Regions from separate parts of the Mus musculus genome. Here all the other regions are linked to region 1. The links are chromatin contacts, called in public HiChIP or PLAC-seq maps. All regions are on one chromosome and are shown on one strand. The core of a region is the stretch at or near the end of the contact, and the rest is flanking DNA. Distances in the headings are between cores, read along the strand shown.

Evidence for each region. HiChIP or PLAC-seq counts read pairs in DNA pulled down with a chosen protein or histone mark.
Region 2: a FOXA1 HiChIP or PLAC-seq map of pancreatic cancer cells shows a contact between it and region 1. The contact joins two enhancer-like sites. A contact is called at or near these places in 1 of 15 datasets of contacts at CTCF or cohesin (large pre-B cells), 3 of 484 Hi-C or Micro-C datasets (granulosa cells, myocytes and nephron progenitors) and 2 of 115 datasets of contacts at active chromatin or transcription factors (large pre-B cells and pancreatic cancer cells).
Region 3: an HNF4G HiChIP or PLAC-seq map of pancreatic cancer cells shows a contact between it and region 1. The contact joins two enhancer-like sites. A contact is called at or near these places in 4 of 15 datasets of contacts at CTCF or cohesin (CD8 T cells, the NIH/3T3 cell line and stem cell-derived epiblast-like cells), 8 of 484 Hi-C or Micro-C datasets (CD4 T cells, cerebral cortex, epidermal suprabasal cells and 4 more), 23 of 115 datasets of contacts at active chromatin or transcription factors (the 230-238 cell line, the NIH/3T3 cell line, the SCID.adh cell line and 18 more) and 3 of 9 other capture datasets (adipose tissue, embryonic stem cells and pancreatic islet).
Region 4: a contact with region 1 is called in a FOXA1 HiChIP or PLAC-seq map of pancreatic cancer cells. The contact joins two enhancer-like sites. A contact is called at or near these places in 3 of 484 Hi-C or Micro-C datasets (liver and myocytes) and 1 of 115 datasets of contacts at active chromatin or transcription factors (pancreatic cancer cells).

The regions. Positions count from the first base shown.
Region 1 is chr16:92,977,003-92,981,819 of GRCm38.p6, forward strand. No RefSeq gene overlaps it. Among named protein-coding and RNA genes, the nearest start is that of Gm41499, 22 kb to the left of the region's middle. Within about 2 kb of position 2,804, at least 32 of the 459 cell types and tissues checked have an H3K27ac peak or open chromatin away from gene starts, as enhancers often do. A contact at or near this core is called in pancreatic cancer cells, where this site is marked.
Region 2 is chr16:93,291,721-93,296,616 of GRCm38.p6, forward strand. No RefSeq gene overlaps it. Among named protein-coding and RNA genes, the nearest start is that of Gm30588, 32 kb to the left of the region's middle. Within about 2 kb of position 1,396, at least 98 of the 459 cell types and tissues checked have an H3K27ac peak or open chromatin away from gene starts, as enhancers often do. A contact at or near this core is called in pancreatic cancer cells, where this site is marked.
Region 3 is chr16:92,684,625-92,688,993 of GRCm38.p6, forward strand. Runx1 (runt related transcription factor 1) reads right to left here. Exons shown (of 8, transcript NM_001111021.2): 4 at 4,352-4,369. Among named protein-coding and RNA genes, the nearest start is that of Gm30281, 75 kb to the right of the region's middle. Within about 2 kb of position 2,512, at least 28 of the 459 cell types and tissues checked have an H3K27ac peak or open chromatin away from gene starts, as enhancers often do. A contact at or near this core is called in pancreatic cancer cells, where this site is marked.
Region 4 is chr16:92,608,171-92,613,031 of GRCm38.p6, forward strand. The region is part of intron 7 of Runx1 (runt related transcription factor 1); the gene reads right to left. Among named protein-coding and RNA genes, the nearest start is that of Gm30224, 14 kb to the left of the region's middle. Within about 2 kb of position 1,516, at least 135 of the 459 cell types and tissues checked have an H3K27ac peak or open chromatin away from gene starts, as enhancers often do. A contact at or near this core is called in pancreatic cancer cells, where this site is marked.

The sequences.
Region 1 (4,817 bases), core at 1,554-4,053:
GGAGAGCTTGGTGGGTGGGCCATTGAACTTCAAACCTGTGCGTGATGCCCAAGAGCATTGTCATGGTGGTGCAGGTAGGAAGGGAGGAGAAAGCCGTGAGAGAGATCATTCCTACCCTACGGATGCCCTTCTGCTGCCAGGCCAGGGGATTAACTAACAGAGTAAAGACCACAGCCTTCTAGACCTGCCCACCCAGCACACCTTCAGATCCACCAAGGAGAGCGGTCCAGACTCACATGCCTGCAACACTGCAATGGGGATTCAGACCTTGGACATAGAGTACAAAGTTTCATCTCAGAAGGCTGAAGGCAGCACGGTAAGAGGAGTCAGGCTTCATTCTAGACACTGCCCTAAGGCATAAGGCAATGTCTAAGCCTGCACCATAGAGTACAACAACATGGTATTCTGCTTCCAAACACAGATGATAGCTCCTACATTGCATGAGCCTTACAAGAGAATGGGGCCTGGGAGGTATGCATTAAGAAGGCTGTTAGAGCAGTTCTCTGTGGAAAGTCTGAGGCTAACCGACAGTCAACCATTTCCAGCTAGAGCCCTGCACCTCTGGTGTGGCTTGAATTCAGCTCAGTATATGTTCATACAACCCAATGAGTCATCACACTCTTTAGCTTTTGTGCTAAAGTTGCAAAGAAGTATAGAATTTAAGAATTGCATAAACGTAAAATGGTATACATAGATTATTTAAGGAATCAGGTATGTAAGAAGAGTTCAGAGACCTAAGCGTCTGGTGTCTGTCAGCTCTCTAATCTATTTTGTGAAACGGGGTCAATCCCAAAGCAATCCCAGCCTACAAATGGCTCATTTGTACCTGATTTTGCAAGGGAAGAATCTAAGGCATGGGATCAAATAACCCCATGATCTTAAAAGCTACAGAATCTAACTGAGGAGGGAGGTCCTAAGGACGCAGCCCAGTTGGTAGACTGCTCTCCTAGCACTCAATCCCCTGCCTGGTATAAAATGACTTGGGGACACATGCCTGTTATCCTGGCACTTGGAGAATAGAGGCAGGAGAGGGAAAAGTTCAAAGCCATGCTAGGCCACAGAGTGAGTTTGAACCAGTCTGGGTTTCATGAGATTCCATGTTTGTCTGTGTGTCTGTCTGTGTGTCTGTCTGTGTGCCTGTCTGTCTGTCTATGTCTGTCTGCCTGCCTGTCTGTCTGCAGCAGAATTTGAATATGGTTTGGCTTACTATAAAGGCATTACAGTGCAGTATTAAGCACAGCTGTCTTAAGACAAGTAAAGCAGAGTGGACCGTTATAAATGAAACCTCAAGCCTGGGACATATGTTCTTCATGGTTTAGAACTATGACAGCAAAGGGGCCGCTATGGGTTGTTTTTGAGGTTTTGTCAGTACCAGTATTCAAATCCCTACAGTCTCCTGTGGCCCTTCCCATCTTTCTAAGTTCGTGTCCCAGCTGGAGAGTCAAATTTGAAGGCAGGATATCCATAGTGTGGGTTAGTTGGCAGGTCTGAATTTGGCTGCTAGCTCCTGTGGGTCTCCAAAGGAAACAAGCAAGCTCACATAAGAAGCTTACAACAATATAAATTCTTGGATCTTGTCCTTGGGGAAAGCTCACTGTGACCACTAAAATGTCATGAAGAAATTCACTCACCTTTTCTGGCCTACAGGATGGTAACAAGGACCCTCAAGTATACAAGAATTTTCAAACCGCCTTTTCTTGTTTTGGTTTCATGAGATTTCTTAGCCCATTTATCATTTGTATAAAGGAAGGCTACTGATTCATGGGACTTAATTTTATATCTGGACACTTTGCTGAAGTTGTTTATCAGCAGTAGAAGTTCTCTGGTAGAATTTTGGGGGTTGCTTATGTATAATATCATACCATCTGCAAATAGTGATACCTTGACTACTTCTTTGCCAATTTGTATCCCCCTTGGTCTCCTTCTGTTGTGTTATTTCTCTAGCTAGAACTTCAAGTACTATATTGAATAGATATGGGGAGAGTGGGCAGCCTTGTCTTGTCCCTGATTTTAGTGGGATTGCTTCAAGCATCTCTCCATTTAGTTTGATATTGGCTGCAGCTTTGCTGTATATTACCTTTATTATGTTTAGATATGGGCCTTGAATTCCTGATCTCTCCAATACTTTTAACATGAAGAGGCGTTTTATTTTGTCAAATGCCTTTTCAGCATCTAATGAGATGATCATGTGGTTTTTTTTTTAATCCTTTGAGTTTGTTTATATAGTGGATTACATGGATTTTCGTACATTGAACCAACCTTGCCCTGGTATAAAGCCTACTTGATCATGGTGAATGATGGTTTTGATGCGTTTTTTAATTCAGTTTGTGAGAAATTTATTGAGTATTTTTGCATTGATATTCACAAGCAAAGTTCATGGGCGTTTCTGTGGGAGGCCTGACCTTCGCTCTCTCTACATGTCTCTCTCTATTCTTCCTCTCATCTCCTCTCCTCTCACCACCTTCTCTCCTTTATCCTTCATTCTCTTTCTCACCTCGCTCCCTCCCATCGTTCCTTTAATCCACCCAGAGAGCTCAATCCTCGTGCTAGGCACTGTGCCAGGTCTGGAAAACCTGGCTCTCCCTATACAGAAACTTACACCGGGGTGTGTATGTCCCAGGAATGCTAGGATGTTTGTGAAGCTACACCGCTGCCTTCCTGTAGCATCCTCAGCTCTAACGATTCCTGGAAGCTGAAACTGTTGAGTAGATTAGGAGAAAAAGAACAGCTTCCCCAGCTGCTCCCGCCGGTCCCTCACGACTGCTCCTGGCTTCTAAGCCACAGGGACCACTTGCTTGTGCTCACTCAGTCTTGTGACTCACACTGGAGTCACCGCTGACCCTGACCTATATGGAGGATGGTCATTTATTTACCCTTTGAAACTTGATCAGGTGGCCCATTAATTTTGCAACATTAATTCTAAGAGGAAATTAGATTCCAACCAGAGTCATTTGTCTTTTGAAAATAGAGCCACCAGAAGAGAACATCGATAATCACAATGTAATTTTCTGAGTTAGGAAGTGGCCAGAGCTTGGTGTCGAGGCTTCTGCACATCTAAGGGTTTCATGGCATTTTCTTAAATGAAAGAATTTGTTTTGAGACTTGAGGGGGAAAACCACTTCAAAGGGCCATTTCTCCCTAAGATGTAGCTGAGAGCTTCGTGTGCAAATGAAAAAGTCATCTACACATCGTTGGGGATTATACTTCTGCAGTACACTTGTTATCTCCCCGAGTCTACAGAGGCTGGGAGATGGCTTGGCTGGTGAAATAGTCACAGTACAAGAGCAATGAGAGGAGTTTCATTTCCAGAACCCACAGGTAAAAAGACAGGCATGGTAGCACATCCTTGTAACCCCAGCACGGAGGGAGTCAGGCAGATCCTTAAGACTCCCTGGTCAGTCACCTTCACCTACTGGGATGGAGTACCTCAGGTGCCAGTGAGAGATGCTATGTCAAAAGTGAGGTAGATGGCCTTCACTTAAGGAATAATACCTGAGGGTGACCTCTGGCCTTCACATACATTAGCCCCATGTAGACCTTCACACACACACACACACACACACACACACACACACACACACACACACACACATACACACACAGAGAGAGAGAGAGAGAGAGAGAGAGAGAGAGAGAGACAGAGACAGAGACAGAGACAGAGACAGAGACAGAGACAGAGACAGAGACAGAAACAAAGTCTAACTGATAAAGTATTCGAATACATAGAGCTGGTCACAGAACCCAGGAGGTCTATATCACCGAGTGATTCATTTAGCTACAGAAATCTTTCTTTTCAAGCTTGTTAATCTTCTCAAATCTGCTATGTCTTCAAAGATGATTGTTTTCTTCAAGGAAACATCTTCCTTAATAATCTAATCTATGAGTTCTGCCTTCCTGACCAGGTTATGGACTTCTAATTTAATTCTCCACACACCATGCCTTCTGTTGAAAATAAAGCGTTATTTACCTAACAATTTTTGGCCCAATTTATCTCTCTTTTTTAATACATATATCTCAGTTATATGTTTCCAAGATTAAAAAAAATATTACTTTATGACATTGCTACAGTGTTGAAGAAAAACTACAGCTGAAGGCCTATGTAAATATCTGGCTTTTATTTCTCTTCTTTTGCAAACAAACAAACAAACAAACAGAAAATGATGTAATTTTGGCATCTTTCTGGCACCTGGATATATATGTACATGGTCTTATTATGCTGAGACACTTCTGTAGGCATAGTCTTTGGATTTCATGAGAATGGAAGTTCTCTGCCAGTAGCCACAATGTACCTCATAAATATGTACAATTATTACAGGTGAAACAATGAGAAAAGGATGTATCAGTAAATGGAATTACAGTTCCCTGATTGGATCATTATACATTATGTACATGTACTAAAATATTAGTCTATATACCACTAATATGTACAATAAAGAGTAAAAATGAAATAAATTAAACTTACCTAAGTAGAGACTGAAAAGCCAATAGTTACCCTAAAAGTAAAATTTCTTGTAAAGACTTTTTTATTTAATCCAGCTTATCAAAAATATTACTACTCCAGCATGTAATCAATAATTAGATTGATGAAATATTATATGTATTTTTGTATACACAAAGTTCTTTGGACCTATTGTTTTAACTATGGCACATCATAAGCTAGATGATAAATTTCTACAAGAAAAATATTTTAAAAATGTTTATAATGTTCAAGTCATGATAAGAGGGAGTGGAGTTTCTGTGATCTAGCTGTATTACTTACGTTTCTGTTGCTGTAATGAGATGGCATGAGCAGAAGTAACACAAGGAGTGAGGATTTA
Region 2 (4,896 bases), core at 146-2,645, 310 kb after region 1:
GAGAAGCCATTTTTTAGAGCAGACTTCTTCATGAACTGTGAGACAGCCAGGGAAACAGATCAGCGCCTGCGAGTCACAAAATACCAGCACACTACGCAGCAAACCCCACTAACATCCTCTAATTGGGTAGAAAGTTGTAGAAAAGTCTAAAGTAGAGAAACATTTTCACAAAATTCTGCTTCCCCCCGAACTCACACGGTCACGAGGATGACAGGATCCCACGCAAGGAAGGAACACCTTAGGGATGTTGTAAGGGTTTTCACAGTAACTCTTAGAAGTTAGGAACCAGAACTTTTCACCGTTTTGCAGGGGGATTGAAATACAAAGTGATTTTTACAAACGTTTGGAGCTATCTCTCGGCGAGGAAAACACACCGTTTCCCTGTTTGTTCTTTCAATTTGCTCCACAGACCTTTCCCCCACACTGGTCCCAATAAATCAGTGCACTTCACCAGCACATTTAACGTTGGCCAGACTTTCAATTAGTGACTTTCTCCCAGGCAAGGCCAGCTATGGTCACACAGTTCTTTTCTTAAACTTCTTGCTATTCTCTGGCTCCCAGGAAGTGTGCACCTGTCAGCCAGCCCAGCCCCCACCCTCTCTCATTTTCTTAAAAGCCGGAACTCGGTTTCATTTTTCACTCTTGATTTTAAAGCGGTTGGAAAGCATGAAAGAGAAGGGGCCAGCAAGGGAGGTAAATAAATCTAATCACCGCGAAAAGGCGATGAAAGACCCGTGCCTACGTTTCCTCAATTTGTTCTTGAAATGATCCTTGCCACACTCATTGACTGAGGACCAGCTCTGGGTTCTCCAAAGAGAGGGTTCACGGAGCTGGGAACAAAAGAGCCAGTTCTTTTCAAACACCCATTGGAGTCATTAGTTCCCACCTTTTCCTCTTCACATTTCCAGGCACGGTTAATAAGTAGCTAAATTGACTTCTTTGAATCCTGTGCCTGCTCCTTTCTCTCGCCCACCCTCCTAGACGCATGTGGTTGCGCAGTTCATTCTTTAAGAGGAATGACACCAAGAAAGAAAGTCCTTGAAAAATGGCCACCAGCCACTTAAGAACTACAGACATTTCTAGTAAACTGAACAGCTAAACAGTGGCTGAAAGGGAGAAACGTAAAATCAAACTGGGCAGTGTGGCAGATCTTTCAAGTGCCAGGCTATGTCCCTGGCTCTTATTGTCCCTACGGTGGTCCCTACAGGACACTCCAGGCCTCCTGTAAGAACATACAACTGCCAATGCTCTTCTGACGGTTTTCTCTGGGGTGGTGATGGGAAGGCCTGAGGCGCTGCTGGCCAGGAGCAGCAGTTGGCCTCTAGACAGTGTGGACTGGAGGGCAAACAGACAGTCGTTCGGTCTTCAGTCTCACAGAGGGCAGCTGCTCTGCAAGCCTGTTCTGCTCTGTGTCCCAGAGACATGCCTTGCAAATGTGTCACTGACCACCTTAGCTTTGGGTAACACACAGCCATGGGAGAAAGAGAAATGTCTCCCCCTGGAGGACACACAGGCATGCTCGCTGCCCGTTGTATTAGACTTAGTCTCCCCCACACTCAGCATTCCACCCCATCAACTGCCTGGACCAAGCCGCGAGACCCACTGGAAGCCTTGAGGAAAGGGAGACTCAAGCCACGGATTCTTCAAGTTTCTTGCTGTTCTGTAGCTATATGATCTTTGTCCCTGTTGTCCTGGTTTCATTTCCTCCACCAGCAACCTTGACACCAGGGAAGGCCTGTCGCCTGTCAGAGGGAGGGGCAGAGGTCTTGCTCACTTCACAGGTCTCCTGCTGAGCGCATACCAGAGAAGTTCGGGAACTGAATTTCTGTTTGGTTCAAATTAGAATAGTCACATCCTAATAAGATTTACCTTAAAACTTTACTTCACTCTATGAATCACATAAGAACACGATTAAAACAGAATGCTTTAAGAAATGGTGCTCCAAGGACTTGGGGCTACAGAACTAGAACCTGAACCCACCCCCCAAATACTCAGTAATGGCACATACACCAGGGGCCATCGTGATAATACACTGACTGTCTACAATAGTAAAGTTGCTTACAAACACAGAATGTGACAAATCCTTTCTCCTAAAGGATTCTCTCTCTCTCTCTCTCTCTCTCTCTCTCTCTCTCTCTCTCTCTCTCTCTCTCTCTCTCTCTCTCTCTCTCTCTCTCCTCCCTCCCTCCCTCTCCCTTCTCCCCTTTCTTCCCTCCTCTGTGTTTGGATAGATACATAGATAGATGTATGATAGATAGATAGATTTATAGATGCATAGATAGACAGACAGACAGACAGATAGGTGATATGCAGACAGGTGATAGACAAACCGACTACATATGGTAATAATTGCAGCTTTTGCTTATCTCTTATGAAACATTTGTTTACTTTATGTCCTTGCTTGTTTGTTGTAGCACAAAAGAGTCCATCTCTCTAAGTGTATTCATTGCTGTTACAAATGGAGGGAAAATATAATTAACAGGAAAAAAATAAAAACTGTTATCACATGATGTCTTTTTCAGTTGAAAGGGACATACAAGGAGATAGCTGGCCATGGGACTGGCATCTCAGTTGAAGTCCAAAGGGTTTTCCTACCTCTTCATGGTAGACAAGTGGCCGTGACGACCCCACAGCCATACAGAAGTGAAGACACCGTTTCTGCAGGCTGCATGGACCTGGTTCGCTAAATTCCACTGAGATTCCCCCAGTCACCTGTCATTTCTAAAGATGCAGATGAGAAAAAAATTGTGTGGTGCTGCCTGCAGAATCACACCCCTCCCCCCTCCCCCATCCCATCCCCCCCCCGCACCCCCCCCCCACACACACTTAAAGGAAGAAAGCGGAGAGGCAGAGTCTGGAGGCTAACTTCCCCTGCTTCCGATGCTTCTCAGATTAATCTGAGAATGACACCACTAGGCTGAGGTAAGAAATGCAGGCAGTGGTGGCCACTCAACTCAGTACTTAAGGAGAATCTTCACATTATGTTACAAAGTAACATATTTACACCAGGGGTGGAGCTAATGTCCAAAACAAGCGTCCCCACCTATGATCATTCTGCTTGCTTGTTTGTTTGCTTGTTTGTTCTTTCATTTAAGACGTTTCAGTGACACAGACAAACATAATGAGCCATCTCTACTAAAAATAGAATGTTTCTTGCCTGGCCTGACTTGATGCTGATTTGTGGCGACTGGTTTTGAGGAGAGCAAACATCTTCGATACACAATCACTTATTGAGGGCCTGCGACACCCAAGGCCTGCTGCTGGATGTGCCAACTCAGAGGGACGTGACTCAAGCTGGTGTCTTGAGAGACTTTATTATGATACAGACATTTTTCCAAGATAAAAAATAAAATAAAATAAATACACAACTTTGTGTTTTTCCACAGCCTCTGAAGATTGATTTTTTTCCCCCAAATTCTCTGTAAAATGGAAATTCGGGGAGAAATTAAGATGTGGTTTTATTCACCATTGTTAACTGTGGTTTCTTACCATGGCAGGAGCCTTGGGAGTTTCCTCATTTGGGCCAGAAACAGCAGAGAGGTTCCAATCTCTGTGCTTTTTAAAATATGGTCTTTTCCATCTGTTTCTTAAAATTCTCTCAGCAAAGCAAGGTGATGGTCAGGGAACTGCTGTTTGATTGGACCTAACAGTGCTTAAGGCCAAGGCCAAATAGACCCCGAGGTTAGCTAAAAGGCAGGAATATAGGTTCCTCTGGCCCTAGCCTCAATCCCAAAGATGGAAATTAAAATAAAAACCAAGCCTCAGCTGACAATACCCCTGCCCATCTACTGGAGAATTGGGAGCTAAACTGTGAAAGGCCACATGAAGTTACAGGTCTAATCCACACATTTTCCATGTTCATACAAAGCAACCCAGAGAAAACCCTTCTTTCTATTTACATGGTGAGTGTAGCCCATAGACTAGACAAAGACATTAGAAAACTATTACTGGTTCATCTATATGTAGATTAGTTATTAATGCAAAAACCACAAGTAAAATATCATTGATGACTAGGCACTCAATACATGCTGTCTATGTATAAACTCCTCAGGATAGATAACAGAGTAATATTAGGAAATAACATTCACAGATTATTATATAAGAAAAAATGTATAGGAAACCTGAAATAGAACATTGAGGGGAGAGGGCTACAAGGGTAAAACTTGACAGCTGGAAGCATGACAGGAAAACCAAATTCATGAAAATGTGCAGGGTACAGAACCCTATAATAGGGAATCAATAGTGCCACCTTAAAGGGAGAATCCCAAGTCTGAGACATGACAAAAGACACCGGCTCCCACTGCAGCACCTACGTACCTAACCGACGCAACAAGGCAGGAAAAGGAATAACTGACAAACCACTAGAAAGCAAGAAATAGTTTACAGAGAGAATTCCAGAAGCTCAGGACTTGCCAGAGTGAAGAAATGGGGGAGACCAGGGAGGATTGATGTGTGCATTGCACATCTGCACATGCCAGGTTCATGGGCAACAGAAGGGCTGATACAAAGTTGCAAGGGAAAGACACACTGTTCTAAGTACGACTACCCTACTCAATGAATAAGTTTGCTCTTTGCCAGTGACAATGACAAACAAATTCTAGTTGTATTCTAAAATCAAAATTTTAACATTTATCGAAGGAAAACAGGGACTTGTTCCCTCATAGCTTTAAATCCTTTCTAAATCAAAGCAGGAGAAAGGCACAGCAGGGGAAAGAAAGACATTTGCTTGCTTGTTTGTTATTAAGTGCCCTCAAATGTGAACACTCACTGTTCACTTTTGAACAAGAACACTTAAAGACGAGTCGAATTGATACACAAGGAGGGAGCCTCACAAATCGCTTCAGAGAGACTCCTGTGGTCCTGTTGGTCAGCTGATGACCCTTAACCGTCATTCAA
Region 3 (4,369 bases), core at 1,262-3,761, 290 kb before region 1:
CCACAGCCTTCCGCTCAGCCGAGAGAGACAACATCCCACACTGTACCCCAAATCACGTAAAAGCGGAATGGAAATGCTTAAAGAAACCGACACTACACAAATATGAAGGAGCCCAGACTGTGACGGGATAAATATTATGTCTGGGGGCGGGGAGGGGGGGGAGGAAGATGGGGGAGTGGGGTGGGGGTGGGGACATCAACAGTGAGAGTCCAGGAAGGAATTTCACTTCAGAAAAGCACAAACTGGGCAAGTTCTGAGCTGCCAGGATGTCAGCGTAAACAGCAGATTCCACTAAGAAAGGAGACCTGTTCCTGGCAAGCAGCAGACTACTGGTCTTCTGGGGATGTGCGTGCATGTCACTGCAGCCAGGACTGACAGTCACTAGGGAAGAGACTGCTCTGCCAATGGTGGCTTCGCTCCCACACAGACGATTACATCCAGCCATATGCCTAGTGGTCCACCGGATGCCTGCCCTGGCCTTTTAAATTGCTATACCTTCCTACCCTCTACCAACCAGGTCCTGAGTCTACAGATATCACCGCCATCCACACAACAGAGAAGCACAGGAAAATGTCAACCTTGTGGGTCCTCATGTATATTTATCTTCTGAGTATGGGCTGTGTTTAAGACTTGGCATTGAACTGACCCTCAGCAGTCCAAGACACGTTCCAGATTCGCACGTTTTAGTATCTGCACGTCCCAGGAAGATCCATAAACAATCCCGAAACTAAGCTGCACTATAGAAATCTGGGCCCGTGTGCATTTTTTTTTTTTTTTTGGACCTTAGGAAATCTTTGGGGGGATTTTCAGAATTATCTATGACAGCTTCCAGAGATTTAAAGAATCACCAACTTGGAACAAGTGAGCATTGGCTCTGGTCTCCCTCCTCACATTTGCCACACGGCTGTTGTCATGTTTGGTAGTTGCGTGATCTGTTTCCCTGTGACAGGCATCGTTAAAGCTAAGTTCACTGATGGATCAAGTCTTCGGCAGCTGGTGAAACACCCCAGCAGGAAATGGGTGTTTGCAGATGTCACTGCCAAGGTTTCTTAAATGTTTGTCACCTCACACCCCAGCTCATGGGAGCAAGTTACAGACCGAGAAAAAGGCTCAGCTAATTGACCTCCCTCATGAAAGAGATCTCTTTTTGACCCTGAACTCGGAGATGACTGATAATCTCAGGCCCTGTGACTAAAGCATGCATTGTTCTGGGCAGCCTCCTGAGCGCCCTCCTAATCTCTGGACTTCAGAGAGGGTCTCCCAAGATCCCGTCTGATTTTCACCCCACCCTAAACTCCCAACCGGGAGCAGCTATCTCTCCTTCCTTTGTAGAGCCCCACAGATAATCAACATGCAGATTGGGAATCAAAGGGAGAAACATTCCTATGAGGAGATACACCCGAGCTGATCTAAAGGAGAGCAGGCGGAAGCCATGGTCATGGAGGAAGCAGGCAGGAGCTTCCTCTGCCTTCACCAGGTTTTCACAGGGGCCAGCAGGCAGCCAGGGCTTAGAAGCCAGACAGGCAGGTTTTCCCAGTCACAGGCTGAACCTGAGGTTAGAGCTGAGCATCAGCCAGCTCCCAGACAGATCCATTTCTTGGAACAGAGAAAAATCCTTCCTTGGTTAACTGGCAGTTTCTGTGAGGGTCACAATCCTCAAAATCTGGCATCTGGTAACAAGAAAGGAGGGTGTCCATTCATGTCATCTCTACCCTTTATCCCACACGGAGTACCCAGGCCCCTCCGAGAAGCCATCACTGACAGAATCCCAAACTGACCTTACGGAATGTGGATGTGTTGGAAGGCCAGGACCTTCTGGGCCAGTGTGTGGCCTCTGAGGGCATATTTTTAGGCACATTTAAAAAAATGAAAAATGAAATAGTCGGGTCTTAAGATCGTTCCATAAAGCATAATGCAACTTTTAAAGGATAAGGTTCAACCAGGGAGATTAGGGCTAATTGTGAGAATTAGTGAGAGTCATTTCTTCAGTTTCTAATGGGAAGCAAATCGCAAGAGAGAAGGAGAGAAAGAGAGTGAGAGAGGGTGGGGTGGGCTGGGCTGGGGAATATCCAGCAGGCTTTGATGGCATGAAAAATCAAAATAAAATCATATTTTGTGACTACAAAGTGAAATTATGAGATAAAACCATGTTTATTACACCGACAGCTCACTTGTCTTGGTATTGACATGAAAAATTTAAACCATAAAAACTCAAGACCAACATTATATATAGAAACCATAACTGGGTCAAGTGGTCAATTAGTCCTCCTGAGTTTTAATTACTCGTTACCCCTCATGAAGAGGAGAGCCTGCTCAAGTCAAATATAATCCAATTTTTTGCATCTGATTAATTTTTTTCATTCCAGGGTATGGGAAACCAGCCTCGCCTTGGGTGCTGCTGTTTTCCTGGGGGGGGGGGGCGGTTATGCAAACTCAAGTGCACACTGGCACGAATCAGACAGCAGAGTGCAAACACTCCACGCCTTGGGGAAACAGTCCATTGTTCCTCAGGTAAACACCAGCACCTCTTAGTCACCCACTCAAAACAGAAATGGCCAAAGAGGGATAGGCGACCAGCACATAGCACCACCAAGGTAGGCAGGCACGCTGCTTTCAGAACCCCACTCTTGATCATCATCAACTGGCTGCCACGGTCGTCACAAAGCCACCATGCAACTCCCTACGGGAAAATGTCACTGGAATAGTCCATTAAATAGTCTTCGAAACTTCCATAGCCAAACATGACAAAAAGACCCACTTAGACGCCTAGGAGTATGGGGACATGTTCTCTGGCAACCCAGCTAGATCCTACGAACTAAGCTTATTGCTAGGCAGGTGGGCGTGGGCCTGGCTGTTGGGGTCTTCCTTTCTTCTTGGCTTCCCACCCGCTCGGCCAGCGACTCATCTGAAACCTCCCTGATATTTTCTAAACACATGCCTCTGAACCGTAATGCGAATTCCATTTGCTGAAAGGCAGACTTTCAATATTCCAAGTGGATCCACTTAAGGGCGCAGGCTCTCCCAGGCCTTCGATAAGTGGGTAGACTCTTCTTTCAATCACCCTATTATTAGCACAGTAGCGCGAACACATATTTTCAATAACATTATATGTTCTCTACATTTTTTTCTCCAGCTGTGACATCATTCTGAAAATGCCCTGGGCATCTGGGGGCAGGGGTAGGGGAGCAAACACAGAAGTCCAGGCTCACACTCTCAACTCTCTCCTCTTTCCCACTATGAACACGGAATTTCCACTGTTCTGAACGCCTTCAGAATCAGTAGTAACAATCCCTTTGCTTGACATTTCTTGTCTGTTGCCAGTCTACCTGCTTTGTTTTGCTTGCTTGGTGCTGGGGATCAAACTAAAGGCCTTTCACACGGAAGGCTCTACCACTGAGCGATGGACACGACTAGCCCCTCCCTGTGTCTTCCCCTCTCTGAGAACTGATCGTATGACTTAGATATATGTCATTCCGCTTTGATTAAGCTAGAGATATCATTTACGGCTAAGATCGTTCAATTCTACATTACAAAGGTGAGGGTTTAAGCGAAGACCTTGCTCCTAGACTCTCACACGGCCTGCTGATGTTTGTAAAATGTGCCGTAGCTCCTTGAAATGAAGAGAGAACACATACCTCGGAAGATAACTGGAAAGCAGACAAGCCTACAGTGAGAGCAGGTCCTCTTTCTACTCCAATAGTTTAATAACTGGTTAAAGGTGAGGCATAATAACTGCATGTCCAGCTGGGCTAAGGAAATAATTTGGTCTCTCACATGAGCAGTATCTAAATGTTAAGTGAGCCTGGCTTCTCCCACCAAACCATACACAAAGAATGCATAGTGAAGGTCACACTGCTCTCAGATGTACCAGTAAGAGTCCATTTTTTTTAATCCTAGGAATATAAGCTTACTTAAAACTATATCAATAAGGGTTCCCCCAAAATTATTGATGTGACCAACTGAAACCCTGTCGCATGTTCGAGGGAGCGTAAGTACCATATGATAAAGGCTCATGGCTTTGATTATCCCATAGTGACCACCCATTATACAATCTCAGTCCTCATTCTGGGGTGGTTCGCTCACTTATCTCAGTTTAGGAAAACGGTGGAATGTTTTATTGAACTTCACAATTCACGCATCACACACTGTGCGTTCCAAGTCCATCACACGCTGTGCGTTCCAAGTCAGTTGTAAGCCAATTTAGTCATCAAAACGTGATAATATCCAGTTGTTAGGTATCAAATAAACATTACCTTAAATAAATATCATTATGCTGCATCAATAATAAGAAACGGCTACTATTTGGAAAACCCGGGTTCGAATTTCACACCCATCCGTGACAGATACGCACCTCTACCGCTCCGCCCGA
Region 4 (4,861 bases), core at 266-2,765, 370 kb before region 1:
TCCCATCTATAGTAACCTTAGACATTTGACTTCATGTCTCGTCTTTATCTAAGACCTGAGTCACTGTTTTCTTCTTAAAGGTAATTTTACTTGTGATTATGCTTGTGTGGTTATGAGCCTGTGTGTGTGCAGTGCCCCCAGAGGCTAGAAGTGGGTGCCAACATCCCCCAGAGCAGTGCATGCTCTAAACCACTGAGTCATGGCTCCAGCTGCTGTGTCACTCACTAGCTTCTAACACAAATGGATAGCAAAACTTGTTTTGTCCAGAAATGACAGACTTTCTTTACAAGATTCATTTTGAATTTACAGTTCTACAGACTGCCCTTGCTTCACCGGCTCCCTCTGCACTTGGCACGTGTGCATGCTGCCTTTGAGGCAGACCAGGGGACAGGAGGGACAGGAGGGTTCCCTTGCCAAAAGTGCCACTGCTGGCATCTTTGGGCTGTATTATGTCTAGCGGGTGTTTGGAGACTGATAACTGTTTGGTGGCATCTTCCTTCTTTACCCACAAGATGCCTCTAGTGGCCTCCCTGCCGACCCCCTGCCCGCTACTTTGACATCCAAAAGAATCTCCAGACATTGCGAAATAACTGAGAATGGTTAGGAAGGGATGCACATCCGCCCACCAGCTGCCACAGTGAGTTAGGACGGTGTTTCGGGTAGCTTGTGTCTGTCAGTCAGAGGAGGGCAGGCTGCGACTATACTGTTCGCACCAGCACGGCTCAGCAGCAGCAACAACACAGGGCAGAGGCACGAACTAAGTGTTCAAAATGTTAAATTCTCAAATTCAGGTACAGAGTTGAGCCTGCTAGAGAGAAACTTGAGGGGATCGAAAAGCTTCCTTTGAAAGGAAAGCTACCCGGGTGGATTAATCTTTTTTTTTTTTTGGAAGGCATGGGCTGTGATCAACTTCTTTCTGTTCCAAGCCTATTATTTCAGCACGGAGAGCTCGGGCTTGTGTTCTTGTTTCTCCCTCTCCCCCTCCACCCCCTCTCAATAATCTTTTATTGCTCTAACACGATTTTACAAAAGGAACTCTTGTGTACATTTGGGCTGAATGTGAGAGAAATAGACTCCTCATCAGAGAGGTAATTAGAGTTTATAAGCACAGCCCAAGTCTGCAGCAAATCCCTCTACTAATGAGGAAACCAGGAGTCTGACTTTCAAACAAACACTCCTGTTAATCTTTTCAAAGCAAGTCAGACATGTGGGCAGGCAAAGGCTGTAAACCAACAGTGGCTCTGGTAGGCTGCCCTGGTAGGCTGCCCTCTAGCCTCTCCTCCAGCCAGCAGGCCACACCTCATTCCTCAGGGTTCATCTCTGCGCCCTCACCGGGGACCTCTATGAGCAAACTCTGTGTCACTTGTTTTGCTTACAGAGAGCCATGACATGCTTGAGAGTTAACAGGAAGCTCTACTCCATTTTTTTTTTCCAGTTAGATTTATACAGTCTAGGGAGAAGCCGAGGCAGGAGGGAGAGCATTAGGCACACACACAATCGGCCTGTTGTCATCTGATGCAATACACTGGACACAAACAAGTGACTCTGCCCATTATCCCTCTTGCTTCATTTGTCCTGAGACAAAAAAGGTGAATCCACTGGAAAAAAATGAAGGAGAGGTCACCACGTTTCAGAGCCGTGTCTGAACATGCTCTGCCAGTCTGTCCCAGTTCTTACATGGTAATGTGGTAATGGTACCACGTTACCGGAATCCCGAGTGAGTCCGTGATTTGTCATGGGCATAAGCGCAGGAGTAATGTTACAGTCTCAGCTGCTGGGGGCAGAGTATGTGGAAGATCTGAGATAGTGTGGCGTCTTTCTACGAGAGGTCAGGTTCTCTCTCCCTCCTCCCCTTCTCCTTCCATCCCTCCCTGTCTCGCTTTGTATACGCTCTGTAATAAAAAAGACATGGGCCTTTTAGATATGTTCAAATTCAAGTGCTCTATTCGAATACGTGTTCTCATTTACAGCTATTTTATTTTTAGTTAGGTGCTCGCGCGCATGTGTGTGTGTGTGTGTGTGTGTGTGTGTGTGTGTGTGTGTGTGTGTGCTTGCAGACACTGGAGGAAGGAGAGAGATGCCCTCGAGTTGGAGTTATGGGCAGCTGTGAGCGGGCTAATGTGGGGGGCCTGGGAAGAGCAACAAAGGTTCCTAACCACTGAGCTACCTCACCAGCTCCCCGTGTTTTCATTTTTAAATCCTGTCTAACCTCTTTCCTTACACATCAGCAGTCACACAGAATTTATACATCACCCAACTACGGCTCCTCTATTCTTTTGGCTAGTCCGGTGCACGCCGCCCCCACCCACTCAATTCAGGTGACAACTGCCCCCTCTCCCATTCATGGGGAGACTTTAAAAGTAGGAAGTGTGAGGATTAGAAGGTTCAGCCACTTTCACTGGCAGTGTCTCTCCCTCTATGGTGCTAAGTCTCTACCTTGACAGAGCGCAGAGTCTTGGCTCTAAAGCTTGATGTGGATGAAAGAGGTCCCACCCCAGGCCCCTCCCACTGCCCCCAAAGGATTAAACAACCTGAGCAGATAATGACCGCCTTAAAAGGCTCTCCTGCGTGACTCAGATTAGTATGCGCTGTCTGTCGCCCAGGTTGGCAGCTAGACATTAATTAACCAAAAGAAAAGGAAGAGGGTAAAATAAAGGAAGAAGAGAAATGAGGAGGAAAGATAAACCTTCACGTGGCAGCTCCTTTCAGACAAGGTGTGGAGTCTGTCTGTCTGCAAGGGACAGAGACAGACAGGGCCCGTCTGCTGAGAACGCATGTGTGTGTGCTGAGCAGCTAGGCAGGTCGGGCTGGGGGAGGCTGAAAGCCCAGAACTCGAAGCTGTCACTGGTGGGATTAGAAGGCACATCAGCCACAGAGGGGTCAAGTTCGGCTGACAAGCTGTGGGCCTGACAGCCTCTTCCTTTCAGGGACCCTACCTACCCTCTCTGGCCCAGGTTTATGAGAACACATTACAGGCTTTTGAGGCCTGTGCTCGGGGCTTGGTTTCTAGAGGGAGTTTTGCCAAGTTGAGGCTCACTCTATGCCAGTTGTTTGTCATTCTCTGGTCTTCCCTACTGGGCAGCAGAGGGTCACTTTTGGGTCCTGGCGAACTCTCTCTCTCTCTCTCTCTCTCTCTCTCTCTCTCTCTTCCCCCCTCTCTTTCCTGTACTATTAAATAAATACCTTTCCTTCTAGCTTGTATTGTTGAAGTCCGGATCATATAGCCGTGAATTAGACCTGATACTTACTTTACTTTGTGTGACAGTGGCTGCGGATAGATTGTGGTAGTGAATGTCCCTAGTCCTATGTGTATATGGGTGGCACTCCCTGCACTCAACTAATAAACATACACACACACACACATCCCTGCACTCGACTAATAAACACACACACACACACACACACACACACACACACACACACAAAACCTTAAAGGACATGAAGTTCTGAGGGAGACGGTATGGGGAGTTGAAGGGAGGAAGGGACGTGGATACGGCCAAACGGATCATCCCTGTGTACGCCATCCTCAGAGAGTGTTAAAAGCCACTCTTACATGTGATCACCGGTCAGCCGGAGGAGCTGGCCCCAGGTGCCCGTTTTGGATGGTGACCAAGCTAAAGGACTTATGTAATAAATTTCAATGGGCAAGTCCACACTGGGGACATTTCCAAGGAAAACAGTATTTCAGATGGAGGCTGTGGCCAATGGACAGAATTGTCTCGGGGGGGGGGGGGGGGGAGTCTGAATGTCGACAGGTGCTGCTGGAATCACACTGTGTCCCCGAGGGGACAGGCTTTTACACACAGCCAGCTGAACAAATGCCAGCATTTCTATGTCACCCTCTTAATTCTGGAGACCGTCAGCTGCCAGGGAGGTGCTGGCACTGACGGCCTCCAGTCAGGTGAAAATGGGAGTGAGCTGGCTTTGGCATTTCAGTCCAGCACCAAGGCCTAGTTGAAGCTAGAAGTTCTCAATGCCCCCAGCTGAGACAAGTGACAATGTCCAGCAACATTTTCTGTGGGTTTGTGTTTGTAAGGGGTGAGTGGGAGCATTCTGAGTGTTCATTGATGAGTACCCTCGAGTGCAGACTCATGCGTGTGCGTGTGTGTGTTCCTCAGCAGCCATCTAACTTGGCTTTTTGAGGCAGGGTCTCTCCCAAGCCTGAAGCTTTCTAATTCAACTAGTCTGGATACTCACATGTCTCCATGTCCTAGTGATGGTACTAGCAGCCTGTGCCACTGCACTTTGCCTTAATACCTGGTCCTCATGTTTGCAAGATAAGGGCTTTGCCCACTGAGCTGGTCCCCAGCCTTGGAGATATTTCTGATGGACAGACAGGGCCATTTACTACTGACATCTGGAGGTCAAGGGTCATCTATCTATTGTTTGGCACATAGGCCAGTCCCCTGTTCCCACAACAAAACATGATACAGCCCAAATGTCAGTATGGTTGCTGGGGAAAGGCGGGGTGAATTGAGGGTGATTGTGAGGGAGCAGCTGACCCGCTGGAGGAGTCTTAAGCAATCGTGGCTGTCTGGAAATGTAGTCTTTCACAACATTTAAAGCAGCAGCCCCAACTCCTCTGCCTGCCCCCTCATCTATTCTAATCTGCCTTCAAGAGTCCGAAAGCAAAGCCTGCCCCTCCCCCGGCACACATGGGAGTGCATTCACGGGCCTCTAAAGGACGAAGCTCTCTGAAGTATTTCACAGTTTGCTTCGGCTCCAATTTCAAAGCCCCAAACAGTAAGTTTCTTCTTTTGCCTTCAACAAAGGAATTTTTTTCCCCCAGTACCTCTGATTTCCCTGCCCAGGAGCGAAGGTGAGTGTGCCAAGCCCAAAGGGCTCATAGGTTAAATGACTA